Regions from separate parts of the Gossypium hirsutum genome. Here region 2 is linked to region 1. The links are chromatin contacts, called in public Hi-C maps. All regions are on one chromosome and are shown on one strand. The core of a region is the stretch at or near the end of the contact, and the rest is flanking DNA. Distances in the headings are between cores, read along the strand shown. Region 1 holds the start of LOC107889981 (T-complex protein 1 subunit eta). Region 2 holds the start of LOC107891333 (small RNA degrading nuclease 3).

Region 1 (6,122 bases), core at 2,558-5,057:
ACTCTTACTGACTTTTACAATTTGGTTCAAGGTGGTTGACAACAATATAATGGTCTTCACAATAGGAGTTGAGAATATAATGCACGACCTTTTCCAATGGGGTCATTGCTTCGTTTCTTCATTGGAGAAGCTCTATCATGAACAATCTTTGGTTCTATATAATTCCCCATGGATCATATACTCGCTCTTCGTATTCTTTATTATCGTATTATGTAGACATCTCGCGTTCTTCGTCCCAACTGCTATCATCATCAAATTCATCATCAACTGCATCCATAATTAAATCAAATAGTTAATAAGGTATTCCAAAAAATTAAATAAATAAAAATAACAAAATAATAAAAATAAAAATAATTAAAAGTTGACACGCTATCTGATGCGTCGTGAACCAACTAAAAATCTGACTAAAGCAAATGCACCTATCAATTAATAGTATAGCTACGGTGAGCAAAGATATCGTTCCCACGAAAACTAAAAGTACTAGTAATTATTGTCTTTCTATTATTTAACCGGTAAATTCGAATGATTAATTAAAACTAAAATTAACTAAATTAATTAACTAACGAACACGATAAAAAACAAAACAAGAAAATAACTTATTAATAACAAAGAAGAAAAACAATACCCGTGAAAGAATTCACTTAGATTTCACCTGTCATTATCAATCTAAATTACACAATTTCTTTACTTAGTATATTGATCCGTAGAAATCCCTAAATTATGCTAATATCTCATTCGAGAGTAAGAACAACTGATTCTAGGTTGATTAATTGAAATTTCTTTCTAATTAAAACCCCTATCATCACATTAATTTGATCTATGGATTCCCCTATCATATTTGACTCTAATCCGGTAGATTTATGTCGTCTTATTTTTAGGATTGCATGTAACTCCACTCAATTATGCTAGATCTACTCTTAAATAGGGTATATTCCTCCTTTAATTTATGCACATCAAACATGGATAAATAATCTAGAAATATCAAACCAAGAATTAATCACATATAATTAAGAACAAGATCTAAGAATTTATTACTTAAAATATAAATCAAACGACAAAATTCATCATAGGGTTCATCTCCCTAGGTATTTAGAAAATTAATTCATGCTTGCAAATAAAAACATCCAAGAGACAGTATAACTGAAAGAAACAAAGAAACTCATGATAATCTCTTAAGAAATCAAATGGGAATCTTCAATCTTGATGGAAATCTACTTCAGAATAAGCTTCAATTGTGTTTTTCAAGTTATTTTCTTAAATATTCTATGATGACTCACTTATATCTTTTTATTTTTGTCATATTAATGCCTAAAAAACCTAAAAATCATATTTTTGCAAAGTTTGGTGAGCAATACCGTATAAACAACATGACCGTGTGGTAGCCCGTATGGCTCATACGGCTGTGTAAAAGGGGTCAGCCCATGTGGTTCTTATAACTCACTCTGATTTTTCGATTTTTGCTCATTTTTACTCCTTTTGCTCCCAAATGCTCTCTTAAGTATAAAAACATGAATTTAAAGGATTAGAAGCATAAAATTCAACATTAACATAAAAAAAATCACCTAAAACGCATTGAGAATTAGATTAAAACATAATACTTTTAGCACTTATCAAATATCCCCACAGGCGTTTGTTTGTCCTCAAGCAAAATCTTCAACTCACATTCAAGTTAACTTCCCTCAATTTAATTTTTCATCGATAATGTCTTAGTATTTTAGTATGTTATAATGATTTTGAACTATTTGAATAAATGCAATGTGGGTTGTTATGTGGGGCTAGACTTTTAGACTGTTAATAAAGATTCTGAACATTGATTTGTGATTTTAGGGTGCTTGAGAATATTATTGATGATGCATGTTATGTTTAATCAAAGTTCAAGTGTTAAAAAGGCATGGAATATGGTTAAAAAGTGTTAAAAAGGCTAATTTTGGAAATTTTGGCATGTCTAAAATGACCAAATGAATTAATTCAAACATGTAGGAGCCTTAGAAAATCATGATATGCTGATTTGGTAGGTAGTGTGAAGGATTGCAAGTTAAAGCTTGTATGCTAGCATGAGTTGAGGATTTGAAATGCTAAATTATGCTATTGTGCATTATGGTATGTTTAAGCATGTTCTAAATGGTGTTTGTAAGAAATATGACTTTTTAGAAATGAGAAATAGGCCAAAATGCACGAAATGGTATGTTTGGGAGTGACCAAAGTTAGAAATTACAGGTTACTGGGCTATTTCTACAGAAATTGTAGGCGACGTCGCGACGACATTCGAATGTTATTGCGACAAGGGATTGGCATCAAGATGCCCTAAGTTGCATCGTCGAGACGAGGGGCCTCCTTAAGATCACATTGCGACGTAGTGATCGCGTCGTCACAACGTGACACTATTCGTTCATGGTTTGTTTTTTACATTACAATTTAGTCCTAAGTTTCAAGTAATGCAATTGGATTCCAAAAAGGTTATAAAATGTATTGAAAACATACATACCTAAGATTTAGATGTATAATTTCATAAATTCAAAGATAATTTTGTAATATAGTTATTTCCAATATTTTTTCACTCTTTCAATTTGGTCCCTAAAACACTTGTTTTTAAAATTAACGGAGAATTGTCAATTGGATTTAATTGATTCTTTCAACAATGTTTCTAAAAAGATTCTAGAACTAAAATGTATTTCTAAGATTGTTGTTATATGTGTGTTCAAATACTAGATGTGAAATAATGATTTTGCCCTCACTACAATTTGAATGATTTATGTTAGTTAAAGCATGTAACTAAGTTTGTTTGTTTATTCATGATTATGTATGACCTAATTGCATGTTTATGACTTCCGTTATCGATCAGATAAGTAGGAAAAAATTATTTATGCGTGTAAATATTGTGATGTGTTTTGAGTCACCTCAGTGACTAATGTGACGTTTTAGATTCAGGTTAGATTGTCCCACCGGATTTGGGGCGCCACAATCTCTCGAAAAAAATCAAAGCAATTTAATCTCTGTCAATTTAGAAAGTGAGCAATTAAAGATAATTAATCATGACGTTAATTTTTTCCATCAATTGTACATGATTTTAAATGGTGTAATAACAAAATTAACCATCAACGTTTATACATTTCATCAATTTGGTCCTAATTTAACAATTTTATCCCGCAACATTTGTATAAATCTGTGAATGTTGAGGCTAAATTTATTGTATTTTTAGAATTAAGTTCAAAATTCTAAATTTGTTATTATACGAAACAAATTTATGTACAATTGATGGAAGACATTTTCGACGTGATTAATTGTCCATACTTGCTCATTTCTGAAACTGACAAGGATTAAATTACTCCAAAATTTTTTGAGAGGGACTAATTTGATTAATTTTAAAATTGAGAGGGACTAGAAAAGTCTTTTTACCTAAAACAGGAAGGAACTATTTTACTCTCATCTAACATACAAAAATCAGTTTATCTTTTTTTAATAAATGGTCTAAAAATATAAATTAAGATATAAATATAAGGCTTGATTTTGTGGTATTCTTTTACCGAAAGAGAGTCATTTGGAATTTTTGGGAAGAAGAAAGAAATGAGAAGAAGGACAAAAAGAAAAAAAGAAAAAAAGAAAAAGAAAAAAGAAGGAAATAATGTAATAAGGAAAGGAAAATGAAAGAATTTTAAGAACTTTTTAATTGCATATGACATGTGAAGTTATAATTGATTCGAAATTTTTTTTCACGCATGTTAACTTTTTGAAGTTAATTGAGTAACCTAATATAATTTAGGTAAAAATGTATAATTTATATTTCAAGTCGTGGACTAAACCAAAATGGAAAGATATCCACTCATTCAAAAGAATTGAAAGGGTAGTTCTAGTAATTTCATAAATTCCAGGCCCAATGTGGAGTCCAATTTGAAATTAATTTCATTTCAGCCCTCCCATTCTCAAACTTACAACATAAACCCCTAGAATACCGAAGAAATACTTGCGAACAAAACCAGAACATTCTCCCTCACTCTCACGCTTTGCTCATTTCTTCCCCTAAAACCAGCAAGCAAAACCCTAGCAACAATGGCAGCCATGCTGGTAACTTTACACTCCTTCTCCCTCATTTCATACGTGCTTTTTGTTAGTATCTTGCATCTTCTTCTTTTTTTTTTTTGTGAACTGCTACTAATCTGTTTCTCTTTTTGTTTTCCCCTGTTCTCAGCAACCGCAAATCATTCTTTTAAAAGAAGGGACCGATACGTCCCAGGGCAAGGCGCAGCTAGTGAGCAACATAAACTCTTGCACCGCCGTCGCTGACGTGGTTAGAACAACCTTGGGTCCCAGGGGTATGGACAAGCTCATTCACGACGACAAGGGGAACGTCACCATTTCCAACGACGGGGCTACCATCATGAAGCTTCTCGATATTTTCCATCCCGCCGCAAAGATCCTCGTCGATATCGCCAAGTCTCAGGACTCCGAGGTCACCTTCTCCCTCCTTTCTATTTCTGGTTCCGGAACTTTTCTCAAATTTCAGTTAAAGTATGGTTTAATAGTTCCACGTTTTCCATTACCGAACAAAGATTTTAATTTTTTAGTCTGTTCGACGTAACTAATCTCGTAAATGAAATTGACGTTATCAAGATCCAGTATTTATTCATTGCATTTAGATGATTTAGAGAGCTTCTTTTTGGTGTGAGGTTTGCAGGTTGGTGATGGAACTACAACTGTTGTACTACTAGCAGGAGAGTTTTTAAAAGAGGCTAAGCCTTTTGTTGAGGATGGAGTCCACCCTCAAAATCTAATTCGGAGCTATCGAACTGCTTGCTATTTGGTGAGTTTGTGTGTTTTCCCCCTCCTATCATGGTTTAGATGTTGCTATGATCTTTATGCTTCTATTTTATGCTGCATGTTGTATTCAATGGACAGGCTATTGAGAAGATCAAAGAACTAGCTGTTAGCATAGAGGGCAAAAGTCTAGAAGAGAAGAAAAGCTTATTAGCTAAATGTGCTGCAACAACTCTCTCTTCAAAACTCATTGGCGGGGAAAAGGATTTCTTTGCATCAATGGTTGTGGATGCTGTTATCGCTATTGGCAATGATGATAGGTTGAATATGATTGGAATTAAGAAGGTAGACTCCTATTTTTGATGCCCCATTTTCAACCTTTTTAACCTATTCCTTTTTCTGATATTTGTACTGGATCTTCCAGAGAGTTCCCTATCCCATAAGTTAGACTATTGTTTTTTATGTTTAGTTTTCAACCTTTTTAGCCTTTTCCCCCCTTTTCTGATATTTATGCTTTCATCTTTGAGGAAGGATCATATATTTTCTGATATCTGCAAAATGATACACTTTCAATCCAGTGCATGTTATATTGAACTATGTTACTGTTCTAGCTGAGTGTAGCACTAGACTGTTCTTTACACGTAGATTCTCATCCATTGATTTTTTACTATCATGTTAATCTAAGTTTTGCAGTGGTATCTTTAGGAAATGAGGCGGCATCAATTTTAGCCTATTCTTTTGGAGAACCTTGTATAAGGTCCAAAATCCGGGGAAGTTAACTTTTGGAGAAAAAAAAGTTAAAATTTGTGATAGCTTTTAGAACTGCACATTGGAAGGTAGCCTTCATATCAAAGGATAAGAAGGCTAGCTTGTAAAAATCCATATTACAATTAGGACACCATTTTATTTTAATGGGTTAATGTAACTTTTAGTCTGTGAACCTGGCAATTGGGTCCACTTTGGTACTGAACTTGGCAACTAGGTCCATTTTGGTCCTTGCACTTGGCAAATGTAAAAGTTTGATGATCATAGTGCCACATCATCAAACTTTTACATTTGCCAAGAGCAAGTACCAAAGTGGACCAAAAAAGATTGTACTAGTACCAAAGTGGACTTAATTACCAAGTTCAGGAACTAGAAGTTATATTAATCTATTTTGATTATGGCTAAAGTTATTGGGCTAGCTGATTCCCTATTTGTTTCAATTTTGGAAGTTAATTTTGGGTATTCAATAATACTATAGTATATTCATAGGTGGGGCCAGCAGCAGAGTATCTGGTCCATGAATTTATTTAGCTAATGTCAAATTATGAATCCAATGTGGGGGGTAAGAGTCTGGCATTGCCTCTAAAATGAAATTCCTTCGGACA
Region 2 (6,122 bases), core at 2,702-5,201, 220 kb before region 1:
TCCTAACTCAAACAACACTGAACATGACACTTGAACCAGGTTGGGGTTAATAGACTGTAAAATCGTGTACCAAAAAGTGACTGTAAAAACACTACTCCATGACCTATTTCCTTTTATTAAGAACCTTTTTCATTTCTTCAACCTTCTTCAGAAGGTTAGATATCATCTTATCCTGCAACACAATTTTAGCATCTTTCTCCTGCAGTTCTTGCTTCAATCGTTCTATCTCTTTTAAGTGATCATCAAGTTCACTGTTATCTTCCATAACATTCTCCGCGGTTTTCACATCTGTCTTCAGCTTTTTGGATTGAATCGATTTCTCCTCGCCCTCGAATGCTCTTTTATTCGACAAAACTTCAGTGTGAATCTTCCTGTGCCATTTTACGGATGTATAAACTAGCAGTTGATCCATCGCCAAACTGAAAGCTAACAAGTTTCTGAGGTAGTCCATGTGAATCCTGAGACAAAAAAAAGGACCTACAGTTAGCACCTTATGAAAGACATAAAACAAGTTAATCTTATTAAGGCATTGAGAATCAAACATCTCCATTGCAATTAAAAACATCATAATTTTTAGTCATGGAATGAGAAATGATTATCGAAAAAGCATGAAGAAAATGCTATCATGTGAATGAAAAATGAGGAGTGTAGTAAAAGATACTTGCCTTTTCTTCATCGCCTTCCATATTTTCATATGCTTGGTTTGCTTCTTGAGGACTATTAAAGACAGCAATTGCAGAGTAATGGCGACCTTGAAGCTTTTTAGTTGGCTGCCGACAAACAAATTTCCATATTTGAAACTCAGCAACGATAAGTGAAGATGAAGTAGAAAGAGTTTCCAGGAAGAGAGCTTTTCGAAGACAATTCATTGACCAATTCTCTGAACTTTAAAACATCTGTAATACATGTATTTTGTAGAAAGACGATTCGCATTTTAAGGATAATATATTTACCTTAGAACAGAATACCTAAGAGATTTAATGATATAGAATATAGTTCACCTTTCAAGTGCCTCAGAAATGCAGTTTATCAGAGTATTCGAGAATAAACTTAATTTACCAGTAAATGTTCAATTCAATTATTGGGATTAATAATTATTTCATATAGAATATCTCAAAAGAAACCACTAGTCTCAACTTTTAAACATAAGACATGCAGCAATCCAAGGTAAAGAAAAGCTAAGCCAGGGATTTCTAAAGGGAAAACCAGATACAGGAAAGGTATAATCAACCTTTACTTCAATCACAACAGCTCCAGGAATGACGTTGGAAATTTCTTCTCTATGAACATAGACTGGTATTCTGTGGAGTAGTAGCTTCTCCCTTTCATGTTGAGATACCTGATTTTCAAGAAAAACTAAATATACATAGTTGATAACAGTAAACAATTGAAATTAAAGATAACCAGTAATAACATGTCCATACATCTGGAACCAGGGTAATTTCACCACGCTCTAGCTTAGCAAGAACTAGTTTCATTGCAGCACATGCATCATCTAGACAATTATGAGCAGCACCAGGCTTTCGAACTTCATATCCCAGTACGGACTGTAAAACAATGCACAGAACAGTTAAAATTTAAAACAAGCATCTAAAACTACCAATAGACTATTGCCTTCTATAGCACCATGCAAGGTAGTCACAAAGAGCAAAGCAGTTCTAGTGCTGGTTACCCAGACGCTTGGTGAGTGTTGCTACTGGTACACTCAATTCATTCTAAGTTTGTACATATATTTGGAGGATTATACCTCCATACTCATCCAAATAAGTGTCGAATTAGGTGTCAGATAGAGGTACTTTATGGAAAATAAAGAGTGAGGGTAACATAGTTTGTGGTCAAGTAATCAGCAATGTGAAAGGATAAAAGTCATTCATAGAACACTCTAAACAGCATACATGCATAAGGAAAACGATGTAGTACTCAATCTGATGGGTGAAATACATGCAGAAACAAGATGGGTAGTACTTCAGGTTCTTTTCATAAAACATAACAATACATAAATAAATAAATAAAAGACACTATCTAATACTTACCTTGCACAAGTTATTCAAAGATGGTTTTCTATAGATAGGTGCATCCAAATATTTGAAGATATAGGATGTGTCAATCACTCTTGCATGGTATATCTTTAACACTGTATCCAAAATATAATAACAATTCAATGTTAAGAAAGCAAATGATAGCTCAAACCACCATATGGAAAAAGTAACCAAGTCTTATAGGCAGTTGATTCTACCATAAAATGAAATTATAACTTTTAGCCATTATGCAACGTACCTTGCAAATCATTGTGCAAACCATGTCCCACTAAAATAGTTCCATTAGATAACAGCTTCTTCAGGGATTTCTGTGAGAAATTTTCCATTGCTCAGATAAACAACATTGAAGGAGATCCAAGAAACAATAAGATTAGAGCCATTGCATACCTGTATGTCAGCTACTGAACAAGTAACACCATCCAAGTCCCCTGCAGCTACTCCAGTAATCTCAGTCCGATAATCAGCCACTGCTTTGTTCGGTTTTATAAGTTCATTGATTTTGACCTGAAAAAAAAGAGTTCCTTTTTACCTAGCACAAGATAGATAACGATAATTAACAATTAATTGCCCTTGAACTCAACTAACGTGAGGGTAAAATTACCAAATTAGAAACATTTAGGAGAACCCACAGCAAGTTTTGCATTCATATGAGGTGGTATTTTGGAAACTAGTTAATATTAAGATGCTGTAGAGTCATAGGTCCTTTTTCTTAACTCTATTACAAAAATTCACTTGATACCTGTAAATCACGATCTACAGCACAAACTCTCACTAATGCTTCAGTTCCATCATCACAGAGAACCATTTCACAATCAACAGCAATCATCGCATTGGACTTCAGCGCCCGGGATTTTTTAGGGGGCTTGATAACAATCCATCCCTGCATATATAACTAATAAGGATTCAGGAGGATGGATAGAAGCATAAATGAGATGAAAGTAAAAATCTAAAAGAGATAGGATCGACGAACCTCATCAACTACAGGGAATGCATAATCAACCAGATATTGTGGGTGTTCCAGAGTTAAACGAACAAGACTCTACACTGCCACCAGAACCAGTTAACAAGACCAATCACAAAATGGTACTACGGAGCTACTTGCGATATGTATTGCCTCAGAAAAATGCTAGTATACCTGCTCAGGGGTTTCATTGTCCCGAGATTGTTTGCTAAATTGTTCAACTCTGTTCCTATTTAAATGAATTTGCAAAACTCTAGAGAAAAGCTGCAAACAAGCGATAGAAACAAACAAACATAACAGTCACATCCTCGAACCCAGATTATTAAACAAGATACTGTTATTGAAAACAAAGAGCGATCATGAATATACTTCCAAATCATCATCTTTAGTAAATGTCTTAAGAAACGATACTAAGACATCATTGGACCGCTTCGAAGGATCACTCAAAGAAGCACCAAACTTTTTGTCATAAGTTTTCAAAAACTCCTTCCATCCTCCTTGTGTTCCTTCCAGTCCTCGCTTTTGAACTAACTTCACGATTTCAACAAGAACCTGTACATTTTCAGCATAAAGCATTAGACTTTAAAGGAATGAAAACTGAATTTAGTGAACATGTAACATTCTATTTTAAAAAATAAGTACTTTGGAAATTAACATATAAATATATCAAAGTGCCTTACCTTTTTCTCGGAAGTTTCAAGCTTCCTGTCCATTAGGAATTCAAGGGGAGAGATTGAAGGAGGCGCAAGCTATCAGCTATTGGGGTTAGGGTTTCTGGATTCTTCAGTCAAACCGAGATGGACGAAATTGAACAATAAAGAAGGAACAAGTTAGACGGTTAAATATCAAATATGGTCCCTAAATTCAATCTCTTTGCGCAATCTACTACAACCTAGCAATAATCCTGCGACCACCACCGCCAAAATCTGGAACGACAGTCAAAAGCTGTTTCTTTAGGGTTAGAAACTGCTAAACGATTAGTTTAACTTTATTTGTTTTCTTTTAACCTTTTTAATTGAGACTAATTTTTTTATTTTTTTTGGGTAAATTTCATAATAGTCACCCAGCAATTTTTTTTCTCTTTTGTCGCTCAACTTTAGAAAATTATAAAATGGTCATTTAATTATTAGTAAATTTTTTTAATCACCCAACTATGAAATGTTATAAAATGGTCTCACACAACTATTCAATTTTGTCTTTTTTGGACACCCAACTATCTTGAATATTTGGGTGTTTTCATTTTTACATTAACTAGCCGATGATAGAATTGAATAGTTAGGTAATCATTACGTAACATTTCACTTTTTTTAATTAAATGAAAAAAAAATTACAAATAATTGGGTGACCATCTTAATATGGGCTGAACTTACCATTTAGCTCAAATTTTTTTGGCTTAAATACTTATTTGACCCTTGAATTTAACAACTTCTTCCGAATCTAATATTTATACTTTTTTCAACTTGATACTTAAATATTTTTACATTCATTATTTCAATGTCTTTTTGTAATATAGTTAAGTTTGGGATATGTGGTACTATGAATTTGAGACATATAGCACTAATAATGTTTACAAATTGTCAAAAGATTCGATTCATTAGAATTCAATCCAAGACTAGAAACTATTAGTAAAAATAGAATTTTCGGGATAGAAAGATGCAAAACTCTATATTTCTATTCTACTTTTTCTCTATTTAAATTATATATACATATGCAATAGAGAAATATAAAATTCGTTTTATTTGTTTCTCCAAATTTGAATTTCATTTCATGGAAGGAAAATTTCGTTTTTTATCTTGTTGCTAGAGGTTTACTCATTAGTAATATCGGATAATAATTATAACACCCCTTACCCGTATTCGACGCCAGAACAGGGTACAAGGCGTTACTGAACATAAACTCACACAATCATACAAAACCGAGCCATAAAATTTTTCCCAAATTTAAAACTTTTCAAGCCATAAAATTTTTCCCAAATTTAAAACTTTTCATTCACATGCATATCGTCCCTTATATGGCCGTCGAGGCCCAAAATATATATTGGGTGTGGTTCGGGACTAAACTGAGAACTCTCGGAACTTATACAATACTAAATTTTTTTCCTATTTTGGAGGGTCACACGCCCGTGTGGGTAGGCCGTGTGGTCTCATACGCCTGTGTGGCTTGGGACACGCCCATGTCCTCAGCCCGTGTAACTCTCTGTTTATGACTTCATCAACTAAATTGAGGTCGCACTAAATTGAGGTCGCACGGTCAAGTTGTAACAGCCCGATTTAAACCCTAATCGGAACAATGGTTTCAGGACCACGAATCCGACCGAAAAAAATATTTTAAAATTATTTTCTGTGTTTATTTTTTGTGAATTTATGTCTGTGAATTTTTCGTGATTTAATTTTGTCATTTGAGTGCCCGATTAAATAAAAGGACTTAATAGCGTAAAATGAAAATTAGGTGGTTATTTCTAAAAGAGGCTGAATTGCACTTGGCTTTTTAAATGGAAGCCTTTATGTTGCAATTAGCCCAATATTAAGTGAAGTGGACGTTAATGGGTATGTTATATATGATTTTATAATTTTTATAACCTTATAATTTTATAACTAAGGTTATAATAGTAAAATAAGTAATAATAAGTATATAATAAAACATATAATAAGAAACAATGTTCATATTATTATTTCCATGACCGAAACATTAAAACAAAAGAAAAGAGAAAAGAAACCAGGGTTCAGCTCTTTCAAGCTTGATTCAAGGTACGTTCTAGCTTGGTTTTTGATAATTTTTACGTTTTTGAAATCGTTGCTTCGAGTACTACAAAACTCAAGCTTTAATTTTTTATTTTGATGAATATTTTGAGTTATGCCATTGTTGATAGCTTGTGATTTTTTTTGTTTGATGATGAACTATGAAAGGTATGTTTTAGATTAAAATATTTTGTATTGGAGTTTTTGATGATTTTAAGTAATTAGGACTAAATTGAAAAAATAATAATTTGAGGGACTAAAATGTGAAACAAATGAAATATTTGGGTTGTATGAACACTAGGAATATTCGGCCAAACATGGGTACCTAGAAATTTTGGATATTTTGTGTTTTGTACAATAGGGACTAAATTGTAAAAAGTGTAA

Evidence for each region. Hi-C and Micro-C count contacts between places; a contact is called where the count stands out from the background.
Region 2: a contact with region 1 is called in a Hi-C map of leaf, with 2.1 times the contacts expected there. The contact joins the promoter of LOC107891333 here to the promoter of LOC107889981 in region 1. A contact is called at or near these places in 3 of 34 Hi-C or Micro-C datasets (leaf and seedling).

The regions. Positions count from the first base shown.
Region 1 is chrA11:83,612,935-83,619,056 of Gossypium_hirsutum_v2.1, reverse strand. It overlaps LOC107889981 (T-complex protein 1 subunit eta), which reads left to right and starts at 3,807. Exons shown (of 14, transcript XM_016814514.2): 1 at 3,807-4,062; 2 at 4,187-4,447; 3 at 4,673-4,798; 4 at 4,894-5,097. The coding sequence starts at 4,048.
Region 2 is chrA11:83,834,271-83,840,392 of Gossypium_hirsutum_v2.1, reverse strand. It overlaps LOC107891333 (small RNA degrading nuclease 3), which reads right to left and starts at 3,951. Exons shown (of 13, transcript XM_016816090.2): 1 at 3,681-3,951; 2 at 3,370-3,552; 3 at 3,175-3,264; 4 at 3,010-3,078; 5 at 2,779-2,919; 6 at 2,427-2,543; 7 at 2,278-2,347; 8 at 2,034-2,134; 9 at 1,425-1,547; 10 at 1,232-1,339; 11 at 666-770; 12 at 364-458; 13 at 1-362. The coding sequence starts at 3,713. The coding sequence ends at 104.